2 separate regions of the Mus musculus genome follow, and region 1 is linked to region 2. The links are chromatin contacts, called in public HiChIP or PLAC-seq maps. All regions are on one chromosome and are shown on one strand. Each heading gives the region's core, a stretch centred on a gene start, on an enhancer-like site or on the middle of the called end of the contact. The rest is flanking DNA. Distances are from core to core; before and after follow the strand shown.

Region 1 (2,981 bases), core at 263-2,762, 88 kb before region 2:
ATTCCAGTTATGTTCTCTTGGCCACAATGTAGACTGAACATTATAATTTAAAAAGAAATTAAGATGATCCCTCAAAGTTTTCATAGTCATACTTGAAAACCCACACCTATGTAATGATGTCTGCAGTAGCCCACATGCTTCTTTTCATGTGAGCTGAAGTATGCATTACTACACAAACTAAAACTTCCCATAGCCATTACTAATTTTTATAGTTTGGACACAGTGGTATTCTTTTTCAACTTTTCTTACTTGGGTCAAAACTCTAAATAATTTACCTAATTGGAAATATAAGAAACTTAAAACATATGTACAGTCTCACTATATAAACTACTGGGCTTCGAAGGACTAAACTGCTCTCCAGACACTCAGTGAGTCCCATTTACAAAGAGCAATAACTTTGCAGGATAACAGTCATTTATTATTGTCATGATTTAGCCAGTGTCTGAGCATCTCAACTTTTCTTAAAGATTTTGGAGTTTTTAAAAATAAATTATAAATTATATATTGTCTTTGTAGTTCATTAACCAGAAAACAAAATGCATGATTACAAATCTGGTATTTCCATACTTGATAATTAACATAAAAAAATCCCATTTCTTACCAAGAAGTGAAAAAGGACTATCATGTTTCCAATTAAAGCTACATTTTAAAAATGCACTACATCCATGTATACAGCTGTGCATTCTGTAAATCATCTTAGATATCCTCAAGTGCTCTGTGTTGCTTTAGATTGATATTGGTGAACTGATCCTGTCAGCTGCTCTGGAACACAGCTGAGAACATGGGCCCTGCACTGCCCCTGTAACTTGTGATCTCACAACTTCTTTGGTGGGGAGCTGGCAAAAGGGATTGCTGTTACTATTCTATTTTAGCTTTTCAGTAAGTGCCAACAAACAAAATTATATTCCTTCCCTTTTATGGCTTTCTTCAAGGTCCTGGACAGCAGAGAAGGCATTTGTGAGGCAGGCAACATTACAGTTAGTGTTAAGTAGCTTATATTTTAACTGCAGGGAATTTGCAATCAGGTCTATACATATTTTGGTTCTTTCTCACAAAGTTACTTGAAAATAGGAAAGAAAAAAGAAGTGTGCTTTATCCCTATTTCTTTTGTTTTTCTTCTGAAATGAGATGACCTTTTAAGAACACCCAGGGAAAGTCTCCTAGTTTGGCAGAGACAGGAAGGACTGAGTCGGGTGGAGTGAAAACGAAAGTAGAGGCAGTCGACACATCTTATTTATATCAAATAATTTTGAAGCAGAAAAGAGAAGTTATTTTCTTTTTGTCACTGAGAGAGGTACTTTCAGCTTCTTCTAAAGGCAGACATGAACAGAGGCTTGGAAGGCATGCAGCCGCTGCTTGGAAAAATGCAAAGGTTTTTTTTTTTTTTTTTTTTTTTCTAGAGTCCTGGTAGCTTGCCACTAAAAACAGTTGCTGCTCCAAGACGTCTGTGGCTCATGCCAGACATTCTATCAACAAAGCAGAGCACTATGGCCTCAGACATGTGTGTGGACTTTTCATGAAGACAACAAAGTGATCTTTAAGATAAGCACGGAGAGCAGAGTCGTGCCACTTAGAACTGGATCAGGAGGGGTCAGCTGGGACCTCTCTGTTCCTGCTCTGATCATACATCCAAAGATCCACTGAAGGGGAGGGACAAGGGCAATCAGCCAATGCTGTGTTCATTTACAGGATTATCACGTTACCTTTCTGGTTACCTTTCTTCAGACGTTACATAAGTAATGTTCTTTAACACAGAAATAGACAGTTTCAGGGATGACAAGAGCTTCTGTTTGCTGGTTAGGTGAGTGAAGTTCACAAAAAGCAAATATGACTGCAATCATGAGCTGCCTGTGAGTAGAGACTTGAGAGAGAGATTTGTTTCATGAAGCAATAAAATATAGTTAAATATGTTTACTTTCAATGGTAAGGAAAGCTTCTGTCAATGTGTATTCCACTTTAGATCAGAAGCAATATTTTCCTCCTGAAAAAAAATACCTCCTTTATCATAGAAATATAAAGACATGAAAGTTTCTTTTATTCCTAAATTGGCTTAAAATATTTCTAGAAAATGGTTTCTGGGTTGAAGGGATGGTTCATTGGTTAAGAACACTTGTTGCTCTTGCCTAGGACCTGGGATTGGTTGCTAACATCCACGTGCCAGTTCACAAATGGCTCTGTAACTCCAGTGTCAGGTGATCTGATGTCCTCTTCTGATGTCCATAGTAGGCACTGTATTCACATGGTGCACACACTGAAAGCAAAAAACTCATACCTGTAAAAATATCTAAGAAGAGAGAGGAAGAGAGAAAGTGAGTGCTATTTCTATAAAGATAAAATGGCATGTCATTGTCATTGAATATTTCTATAGTAGCAATCAACAGCATGTAACTGAATCCAGTCTCTGTGTCAGAGCAGATCACAGTTTGGCCACTTTAAGTGATTCCCCCACTGAAAGCCCTCAGCTATACACTGGCTGTGCCTTTCCCCAGTTTCTAGGTTGAGAAGTATCTGTTTTGCAATCAGGTCTTCTCTCATTAGTCCTGTTTTTCTAGTAATGGCAACTGAAATAGATGCATGTGGTTCTTTCCCTAGGGGGATTATAAACACGTAAAAGAAGGAGGCATAGGTGTATGATGAAATATTGTGTAACCGTTGACTGCTATGTTGCTATTTTCTAATGGCAAAGGAAAAATTACATCATATGACTTGAAGTGAAACAAACATTTAGAAAACATTTTTAAGCATACAAGTCACACACACACACACACACACACACACACACACACACACACACACATATATATATATATATATATTACATGACTTATAGGATTTGGAGATTTATTTTCTTATTTTTCTTTTCCAAATAAGTGGCTACACTTTTTTTATAATCAGCAATCTGTGTAAGTAATTATGAATATTAAAACTAATTTCACAGAAAAACGTAACAATTGGATTTGTGAACCGTGATGAAGCTGTGT
Region 2 (2,965 bases), core at 113-2,612:
GACAGCAGGGCTATCTCATATGCAGTGATATCCCCCTCGGATTTATCTTTCCCCAGTGTTACCAATCCTACTATTTTCACCGCAGCATTTATTTTAAGCCTTATATTTTCTTTAACAGAATACAATGTAACATTTATACAATAATATAAATTTCCCAGTGATTTATACAAAATTACTCTCTTTGCTATGAATTTAATCACATTTGCAATTATAAACTAAGTTGGGTTAACTATTAGATTATATTTTATTGTATCTTTATAATCTTGGTTTTATTCTGAAAATAATATTCCAATCAAAATTATTTCTTCTAGCTCTTAAATGAGATTGTGGCCCCAATTTCATGTTGATTTATTTCTGTGCCTCCTTCTACATCAAATGAATTAATCACCCCGCCCTCCAGTTAGGAAGCAAAATAATATTTAACTAGAGAGATTATTGCGAAATAATTTATCTGATAATGACTTTCATTGGCAAGTTAACGAGAGACACATTTGTAAGGAATTAAGGGTTTCAAGCTGAATAGACTTAAAAATAAGTTCAATGTATTTGTTTACATGAAATAGCCAATATTAAGGTAATGAGAAATATACATCCTTCTTAGGATGTATATATAAAGGACATTCTGGATTTGATTGCACTGTTATAAGAGACTAAACAGTGCTCATAATAGAAAGTACCACCACCTTTATATTTCCTTTATTTTCCTAGGAAATTAATATTTACTCCACTCCACCATGTCCCACACCTATCTGTGTAGAGAAGATAAGCTCATGTTATCCAGTGTCTGAACTGAGGACAAGGCTAACTATCAGTAGGACTGATGGGAACTGATTGCAACTATTGCTCCTGGGATACTGTCAAAGAGGGTGTGGGGCCTTGAGAAAGTTCAGCTACTGAAACATGACCTGTAGGAATTCGAGGAGATGAGGGGGAGAAATTTAACAGAAGAATTATCACTGTACTCTCAACAGCCATTTCTGAGACTACCACACCCTAGAGAGGTCTAAGAGGTGATGAGTCACATGACACAAAGGTAAAAAAATATCTCTCAGACTGCTTATGCTGCTACCACCACCAATACCACCTATGTTGTTGTGGTCTGGATATAGCCATTCAAACATTCAGTGGATCATTTCTTGCCTTTTCTGGACTCTGCAAGAAGGTACACTCAGTACCTTGTGTTGAGGGATCACCACTCCTTGTGGTGGTTTGAGTAGGTTTGGTCCCCATAGGTTCATGTTTTGAATGCCTGGCTCACAGGGAGTGACACTATTAGGAAGTGTGGCATAGCTGGAGTAAGTGTGGCCTTGTTGGAGGAAGTACATCTCTATGGGTGTTGGCTTTGAGGTTTCCTATGCTCTAGTTCCACCCAGTGCAGAAGAGAGCCTCCTCCTGGCTGCCTGTGGAAGACATTCTCCTCCAGAGTGTCTTCAGATCAAGATGCAGAATTCTCCTCCACTCCTCTAGCACCATATTTACCTTCCTGCTGCCTTGCTTCCTGCCTGATAATGGACTAGACTTCTGAAACTGTAAGCTATCCCCAATTCAATGTTTGCCTATTTAAGAGTAGCCTTGGTCATTGTGTCTTCACAGAAATGGAAATTCTAATGACGATACCTTTAAACCTGATACTGGAGAGGGCAGCTGTGCCTCATGTGGGGTGACAGTGAGAAGTCTCTTGCTCTGGAGGAGCTAGGTGGTGACCCTCCCTGATTACTCTCCTGGGGAAAATCCTAGTCAATTGTAAGCAATGTGTGCACAGACATCAAAAGACAGGGAGAAGAACTCTCAAAAGAGGAGCAAGGGAAGCTAACTTTCCCATGTATGTACATACGCAAGGGGAAAAGTGCTTGTCCAAGTTAAGGATGTTCAGGGCCACTTATGGCTTTCAGTAAGGATAAACATGGGAACAATATCAGTGTCCCCAAGCATCCTTGATACTGTCATCTTTGAGAGAAGATCACTGAGGTCAAAGCCACATATCAAAGGTCACTGTTATTGAGTTTGAATGCTAACTGATTTTTAAAATGTGGCATTTGTATACTCATTACTTGGCAATGTTAGTATATAGGTGTGTGGTAGATTCTTTAATGCTTTGAGACTATAAACAGGTCTCTCCAATGGCGATCAATATAACATGAAAAAAGTTACATGCTAGTTTTCTGTAGGTTAATTTGTCACTGTTTATCACTTGCTACTGGTACATTTCGAAGATCAACAAATTGTTGACCTTTAATTAAACTATAGCAAGGAAGGTACTACTGCAAAAACCAGCACATGCTAAACAGCACTGCTTCACTTGTTGTTCTGTTGATTATACCTATAATATTTTTGGAAGAAACCTTTGTATTAAACTTGAAGTAATTTGCTTAGAGTCACTAGGTTAGAAATGACACAATTTCTCTGCTCAAATTTATTTTACTAGATCTTTGAAATGTCTCTATTACTAATAAGTGAGTGGCATTGCTCTCTCTGTCTCTCTGTCTCTGTCTCTGTCTCTGTGTCTCTCTGACTTGCAAACATAAATTGAGTGGCTAACAATATTAACTTCGATTCTGCACAGGCTCCAGACATCTGGCCACTTTCCCTGCCAGAGGAAAGGGGTCCACCCAGCCCAGGAGCGCTTTGCCTGAGCATCAGCAGCAGACATCTTGGTTCCAGGACCCCGCCGAGTGTATTCTGCACAGGTGAGAGTACTGAATACAGAAGCTAAAAGCTTCTGGGACAGGTGGGAGCCACAGAGCTTCTAAGGCAGCCCCCTTTTCGGGCCCCAGACAGCTGGCCATTTCCCAGCCAGAGGATAGGGGTCCATCCGGTGCAGGAGCGCTTTGCCTGAGCATCGGCAGCAGACGTCTTGGTCCTGGGACCCAGCCTAGAGTATTCTGCACAGGCCCCAGACATCTGGCCACTTTCCTGGCTAGAGGATAGGGGTCTGCCCGGGCCTGGAACGCTAGGCCTGAGCATC

Evidence for each region. HiChIP or PLAC-seq counts read pairs in DNA pulled down with a chosen protein or histone mark.
Region 1: a contact with region 2 is called in a BATF HiChIP or PLAC-seq map of CD8 T cells, with 10 read pairs. The contact joins two enhancer-like sites. A contact is called at or near these places in 3 of 15 datasets of contacts at CTCF or cohesin (CD8 T cells, the NIH/3T3 cell line and pro-B cells), 13 of 484 Hi-C or Micro-C datasets (3T3-L1-derived adipocytes, the C10 cell line, CD4 T cells and 9 more) and 3 of 115 datasets of contacts at active chromatin or transcription factors (CD8 T cells, effector CD8 T cells and memory CD8 T cells).

The regions. Positions count from the first base shown.
Region 1 is chr3:60,407,267-60,410,247 of GRCm38.p6, reverse strand. No RefSeq gene overlaps it. Among named protein-coding and RNA genes, the nearest start is that of Mbnl1, 92 kb to the left of the region's middle. Within about 2 kb of position 1,512, at least 225 of the 459 cell types and tissues checked have an H3K27ac peak or open chromatin away from gene starts, as enhancers often do. A contact at or near this core is called in CD8 T cells, the G1E-ER4 cell line, bone marrow-derived macrophages and 2 more, where this site is marked.
Region 2 is chr3:60,318,783-60,321,747 of GRCm38.p6, reverse strand. No RefSeq gene overlaps it. Among named protein-coding and RNA genes, the nearest start is that of Gm33650, 11 kb to the right of the region's middle. Within about 2 kb of position 1,362, at least 33 of the 459 cell types and tissues checked have an H3K27ac peak or open chromatin away from gene starts, as enhancers often do. A contact at or near this core is called in CD8 T cells, the G1E-ER4 cell line, bone marrow-derived macrophages and 2 more, where this site is marked.